Linked DNA regions of Mus musculus: region 1 is linked to region 2. Evidence: chromatin contacts called from public Hi-C data. All regions are on one chromosome and are shown on one strand. Each heading gives the region's core, a stretch centred on a gene start, on an enhancer-like site or on the middle of the called end of the contact. The rest is flanking DNA. Distances are from core to core; before and after follow the strand shown.

Region 1 (3,436 bases), core at 256-2,755, 49 kb after region 2:
AGGAAGAGGAGGAGGAGGAGGAGGAGAGCAGCAGCAGCAACAAGAACAACAACCCATGGACTAGGCATGGAATAGGAAGTAAGCATTCAGCCTTAGACACAGTGAAATGCATCTGGTCTCGGCTGGATGTGCTGCCTCAGGCCTGGGTGATCCTGGAACTCCAGGGTCTTGAGGTAGGAGGATCTGAGCAAGTTCAAAGCCAGCCTGGTGTACATAGCAAGAGCCCAGGCTGTTCTGGCCTAGATAGTGGCACCCTGTCTTTAGGGACAAAACAGTTCGGTCTCACAGAAATGATTTAAACTAGAATTCCTTAAACTTTCTATAGTTTCTGTAGAACATTCTATTTAGGGGCATAAATCAGTGGTTAGCAGAGCATACGGTAGCATGCTAGAGAGCTCGGGTTTGGTCTCCAGCATTACAAAAACAGAATCAAAGGAAACACGACACACGCAGACCTCGTTGTGTGGTAGTTTCATTTATGTAAGTATGTATTATACATATTCATGTTACACACATGAGTAAATACATATAAATATATATCACACATATATATACATGCATACACAGATACAACTATATAATACACATATATGCATTCACACATACACATGCACATATACAATGCATACAAAATTTATATGCTTAAATGGACAATTCAGGGAAGTTACTAAGAAAGCTGACTTGGAATCCGACACACTAAAAGCACCACCATTTTGAGTGTGAAACCATACAATTTCATTGATTTCTGTTCTTTAATTACGTAAGAAGATCGTTGAGGCCTGGAGAAGCTGTGTATCTTACCCTGGGATCTTTGAGACTTCCCCTCTGGTCATGCCATATAATTTTGCCCTTAACCTCAAGAGTTTCTGTGTCCTTATCGGTAGGTAAGACAGACTCTCAGGGATCGGGGATCTGGAGGCAGTGAAATGTGCAGGCTTTTGAAAGAGCAAGGTTTGGAGCAAAGAGAAGGAACATTTAAAAGTACATGAGGCTGGTGGAGACTCCAACTTGTGACCAGGGGATCACTCTGCTTGGGCTCTGGACAGCTTTTAAGTGTCTTTCACCAAAAGGCTAAGCTATGGGGGGTGGGGTTTCCTTCTCCGTGGACTCTGCACATTTTCCACCAGCCCCCAATCTCAGAAGAATAGGCTTGAACCCCTTCCTTCCACCCAATACCCCCAACTGCCAGCATCCTGCCTCCTCTAGTCTCCTCCTGCCTCCTCCTGCCTCCTCCAACCTCCTCTAGTCTCCTCCTGCCTCCTCCAACCTCCTCCTGCCTCCTCTTGCCTCCAGTCTCCTCCTGCCTCCTCTAGCCTCCTCTAGTCTCCTCCTGCCTCCTCCAGTCTCCTCCTGCCTCCTCTAGCCTCCTCTAGTCTCCTCCTGCCTCCTCCAGTCTCCTCTAGTCTCCTCCTGCCTCCTCTAGCCTCCTCTAGTCTCCTCCTGCCTCCTCCAGCCTCCTCCAGTCTCCTCCTGCCTCCATGGCTCCATTTCTCATTGCTCTGGGTATGGCCAGAGTGCGGCTGTTGTGCGTTTTGGAATTTCCTCTCCACTCCTTGTCATTTCAGGCTGTGTTTGAGTTAATGATTTATCCAGAGAGGGTTATTAAAATTGACTTCAGTCTCCGAAGAAAGGAGAGTCTGTCAAACCTACATCTTAAGACTAATTGGATACATTTTGCATGAATTGTGATTAATGCAAGGTAATTTCAGAGGATGGTTTATGCTAATTAATAAATCAATCACATTTGGCTCATCTCTGAAGAGATAACTCTACAAGAGTATTACAAACCTGCTCAGCACCAGGTCAGTGTTTGAGGTAGTTCTAATGGAAAGAATAAATATTATAATTCAGAAATGGTACCTAAGGTAGATCCTCTAAAAAAAAAAATCACAAGCTCAAGAAGGGAAACCAAGGGGGCTGGTGAGATGGCTCAGTGGGTAAGAGCACCCGACTGCTCTTCCGAAGGTCCAGAGTTCAAATCCCAGCAACCACATGGTGGCTCACAACCATCCGTAACAAGATCTGACGCCCTCTTCTGGAGTGTCTGAAGACAGCTACAGTGTATTTACATATGATCAATAAATAAATCTTAAAAAAAAAAGAAAAGAAAAGAAAAAAAATCAACCAAAAAAAAAAAAAAAAAAAAAAAAAAGAAGGGAAACCAAGTACAAGCTGCTTTTCTAACATATTCTTGCATCTTGGTTGACTTTACATCTACAACAAAGCTCTTGTTGCTAGGCAGGCCTGGGTGAGGTTGGAGCACTTCTCCACAAGCCACCAACAGAACCTAAGGAACAGATGAAAGCCACAGATCACTTGGAACAAAAACTGACAGGTGTGGTGGCGCACGCCTTTAATCCCAGCACTTGGGAGGCTGAGGCAGGCGGATTTCTGAGTTCAAGGTCAGCCTGGTCTACAGAGTGAGTTCCAGGACAGCCACAGCTATACAGAAAAACCCTGTCTTTTAAAAAAAAGCAACAACAGCAACAATAACAACAACAAAACTCTTAAAATGTGATCCGAGGGATGGCAAGATGGCTCAGAGGGCGAAGGCGCTTGGCACCAAGTCTGAAGACTTGTGTTCGGTAGAAGGCCAAGCTGACTCCTCCAACCTCCCCACCCACAGTGACACACAAGTGTCCTCATATACATGTCACGTGTACCCACACTACTAATGAATACAAAACATAGCAAAACAACTGATCTGAGAGGTTACAAATTGCATCCAAGTCCCAGAATGCTTAGAAAGCAAATGCAGGTGAAATGCAGGTGAAACAGGTCCCTTCCACGACCAAGTTCTAGGGAGTCAAAGACCACCATAATCACAGCTTCTACAGAGAGCAATGGCTTGTGCTTCTCCTGTCAGACTAGGAGGGACACACACCGTTCAACAGAAAGCAAGCAGAGTTCCTCGCTATCTAAACGGAGGGGTAGTCTAACTCAGGAAATGCACCCTTACAGACTGCCAGGACCAAGACAGCAGATGAGCAGAGCCGAGAGCATCTCACTGAAATCTCAGGCAGATTAATTAAACTCAACCCAGTTAAATAAGGGCCGCTTTCAGTTTTCGGCTCCGCATATTAGAAAAGCTTCTTCAGAGAAGAACAGGTATTTATCATGTCCAAAATACAAAAGAAGGGTAGAGCCTGGAGCCGGGCCCTTCTAGGGCGTCAGGACCTCACAAAACAATTGGAGAACAATCATGTCTTTTAGAATGTATGTATCAATGATGTCAGACCCAGGACCTTGTCCACAAATTCCTTCCATACTTCAGAAGGGTCCCAGTTAAAGTATGACCGGGAGGGAAATCCGTGTGTTGCCTGTGGTTGGGGGCTGTGGGAGAGAGGACAGATAGCTTCGTAAGAGTGAGGAGCGAGAAGGCTGGGCAGACACTCTCAGCGGGACCTGGCTCTTCCCCTCAGTTTCTCTTCACAGT
Region 2 (3,538 bases), core at 920-3,419:
TTCTCTGCCAAAAATGGAGGCTAACAAAGAAAATGCAAATCCCTCCCCCGTGAAGAAGCCAGAGTCAGAACTTTCTCTCCCCCTCTCCCTCCCCTACCACCTGGGAGGGGAGAAAAAGAGAGAGAGCTATTATTAAAATAGATTCTTCAGCATAAAGGGAAAACTTTTCTAAGTGGTATCTTAGTTCCTTTTTTAAAGTAAGAAGTGAAAGGGGATAATGCGAAGCCAAGACAATCAGGGAGTGTCGATCTTTTCAATCTGCCAGTTATCCCACTAAAGGAAATCACACTGCAAAGTGTGGAGATGGAGTGAGGATGAAAGGAGTAAAGAAACGTGGCCTTCCTCCAGTCAGGTCTTCCCCCTGCTTCCTCCTCCTGCACACAGACCAAGGTGCAGTCTAAAGAGCCAAAATATGGAAGTTCCCAGGGATGACTAATGCTAACTATCCACAACTCAGTCTTCAGAGGTCACTGCCTCTTGGATTTTATACTTACATAACTGGAAAGCTGGCAGCATGGTGGAGGGACTCAATCAAATCAGGATTCAAAATTAAAACCAAAATAACCAGATAGCCTAAATATACCACCAGGCTCCACAGGTTTGAAAAAACAGTATCTAAAATAAATACGACTTCTCCAGCAGGAGGGGGAAAAGTCATCTACCAGTAAGGACACACCTTAAAAGTTCTCAGCACAGTAACTAAGCACCAACTAGTGGTCTGATAGATACACTCCCCAGACAGAAAGCAGTAAGGTTAGTTCTCTGCACTTGTCACTACAAAAAAAAAAAAAAAATTTTTTTTTTGAAACTAGACCTGTTACTAATCCTTCTCGAAACAAAAACTTAACATCTGATATCCAATTTGGTACCAAGGTGGTCGATTTACTCTGGGAAAAGTAGTCAAGAAGGCTGTGGACGTTTTTCTCTTACAAAGAGAGGTGAAAGGCCCCCTGAGGCCCCTACCTAGTTGCCAGGCATGGCCAGCAGCTGTGGCTACCCTGCCTCCTCTTTTGTTGGCCTTAATCTCATGTCAAGTTATTCAACCACCTCAAAAGGGATGAAGACATAATTGAATCAACCTGAACTAAATCAGACCTAGGCCTCTTAAAACATACAACTTAATGGCTCCAACCCATCCCAAACCAGGAAACTGGCCACGGGATCCTGGGGTACACATGGTGCCCTACAGCCCTGGACCCCAAGCTGGTGCCCCTTAATCAACGCATGCTCAGGAATGCCTGTTTCTCAGAGAAAGAAACTAAGGCTCACAGGACACAGCCCTTAAGGTTGGGAACGACCACCCCGAGCCCCCGACCCAAACAATAAAAAGTTTAAAAGTTTCTACTACTGTGTGAGTGCGGACCGGCCCCCACTGGGGGTCCCAGAAGTGGGCCCCCGGGACTTCGGCTCACTTCAGGAAGCAAACCTTTCGGGAAAAATCCCCGCCCGCTGTCCCCACCCCCACCCTCCCCGCCCAAGAATGCGCTTCCCGTGCGCCGAGGGTCTGAGGCGGGGGCGCCCTTCACTGCGCGCCCGCTCGCGTTGAGGCTAAACTGAGGCGCACGGGGCGGCGCCCTCGGATGTGCGGTGCCGCCTCCCGCCAACCCGCACGAACTTCCCACGGGAGTTTGCGGGACGTTCTAAGTTTGGGAGTGAAACCGAACACCTTCCTTGGTTGGCAGGACGCAGCTCCCGCAGGGGCCCGGACCCCCGACGGCCACGCCGCGCCGGGCAGGCCATTGTCTCGGCCGTCCCTCCCAGCCCCACGCGCGGCCGCAGCCGTGGGGACGCGGCCCCGGCGCCCCTTTACCTGCGGCCGTCCGGCTGCACCGCCCAGCCGCGGGGCTGAAGGAGCGGCAGAGGCGGCGCGGCCTTTGTGCGTCTGCCGCTAGCCCCGACGGCGCGGGGACCGGGACGGGGCCGCGCCATGCCCGCCTCCCACGGCCGCGGGCGCCGGGACCCCCACCCCCACAGAGGCTCCGGGGGGCCGGGCTCACCTCCGGCGCGGGGCGAGGGAGCGGCGCGGGCGCCCCCTACTCGTCCGCGCGGGGACAGTGCAGGCGCGGGGTCCCTGCGCGGGCGGGCGGGCGGCCGGCGTCCGGCGGGGGGACTGTTGGGGCAGAAAGTGCTCGCAGCAGCTGTTGCGCCCTCCCCCCCGGCCGCGCCGCCTGACGCCCCGCCCCCGGCCACGCCCCCTCTGTGACCGCGCGTGTGCGCAAGCGCGTCCCCGACCCGCCCACCGCTGCGGGCCACGCCCCCCTCGGACCCCCCGAGGCGCGAGCCCCGCGGAGCGGCGCGCGCACCCCACTCCCACCCCGTGGGCTCCCGCGCACGCGCGCCCCGCGCCGTGTCCCGCCATCCGGCCTAACGTGGCGCGCTCGCGCCCGGGCGGTTCCAGTGACAGGTATTCTGGGGATGGAGGGGGGGGCTGCAAACGCAGCACGCAGGCGCACAGCCAGTCCTCCCTCGCCGCCTCCCCCTCCCTTGCAAGGTGCGCCCCGGGAGGGGAGGGAAGAGGAGGGGAGGGGCCGGTTGCCCAACTCCCCGGTCGCCCAGAATCACGAACAACAACAATAATAATAATAAAAATTTAAAAATAAACCAACCTTGCCACTGGCTTCGGGAGCTCACAGGATAGCGGTGTTCTGAGGTGTTGTGAAGGTTAACACTTTCAGAGAGTCAATGTGAGGAAGGTCCGAGACCTAAAAAGAATAAATTTTCTCTTAAATTGTTATCTTCAAAAAGCCTTTTTATTTCTTCCTTAACACCCTGGGCTTGTGTTTCTATTATAGTTTCATATCTGAATTTGGACTTGGTACCTAATAAATCTTAGTTTGCAGAGAAATTCATTTGAGTGAAACTAGGCTTAAAAGTGTGCTCAAAAACAAAAACCACACACTTCTTTATGCCCATCTCACTTAAAGCGTTTCCCTTCTGTTTTGTTCCTGACTCGTATTAAAGATGAAAGAAGATAAGACAGGAAAAGGTTTGACTCCAAAGGCCTGGGACTGATGTCCCGTTTTAAGCAAGCCCCAGGGAGGAACTATGGCGGCCACAATCACATCCAATAATTTTTCTGCTCCAAAATGCAAATGAACTCAAATGTAAAATAGATTTATTGCTTAACACCGAACAGTCAACTTGTTTGTTTCTTTTTCAAGCTGGCCCTCGGTGTATCAAAAAGTGGGAAAACATCAAGAAAAGCATACATACCCATTTCCTAAATCAAAAAGAAGCGTGGGGGTTGGGGGGGAACGGGACAAAAAAGAACCGACCGGAACTGGTAAGCAACGCAGTCCTTAATAAATAGGAAGAAGAATTCAAGAAGACAGCTTAGCAAGGGGCAAGAACCTGCCTTGTAGAATGTTTTTGCTGTCATTTTACATAGAACTACCAACCCACATATGGTCTCGTTAGTCTTTTTTTTCAAAGGAAGTGAATCAATTACTTACTCACAATTAATTAGCATCGCTGGAAGTAGATCCTTAAGCCAGCCCTGATTCTCATCCAAGCCCAGAAGATATTGATCATTTTTAGT

What was found. Hi-C and Micro-C count contacts between places; a contact is called where the count stands out from the background.
Region 1: a contact with region 2 is called in a Hi-C map of DN3 thymocytes, with 3 times the contacts expected there. The contact joins the enhancer-like site here to the promoter of Zfp217 in region 2. A contact is called at or near these places in 9 of 39 promoter capture datasets (the C10 cell line, the HPC-7 cell line, embryonic stem cells and 6 more), 1 of 15 datasets of contacts at CTCF or cohesin (CD8 T cells), 51 of 484 Hi-C or Micro-C datasets (the 63-12 cell line, B cells, CD4 T cells and 29 more), 26 of 115 datasets of contacts at active chromatin or transcription factors (the 230-238 cell line, CD8 T cells, the HPC-7 cell line and 16 more) and 3 of 9 other capture datasets (adipose tissue, liver and pancreatic islet).

The regions. Positions count from the first base shown.
Region 1 is chr2:170,178,691-170,182,126 of GRCm38.p6, forward strand. All of the region lies in intron 2 of Gm34403 (predicted gene, 34403), which reads right to left. Among named protein-coding and RNA genes, the nearest start is that of Gm34403, 4.4 kb to the right of the region's middle. Within about 2 kb of position 1,506, at least 14 of the 459 cell types and tissues checked have an H3K27ac peak or open chromatin away from gene starts, as enhancers often do. A contact at or near this core is called in DN3 thymocytes, the G1E-ER4 cell line, the SCID.adh cell line and 1 more, where this site is marked.
Region 2 is chr2:170,129,051-170,132,588 of GRCm38.p6, forward strand. Zfp217 (zinc finger protein 217) reads right to left here and starts at 2,170. Exons shown (of 6, transcript NM_001033299.3): 1 at 1,998-2,170.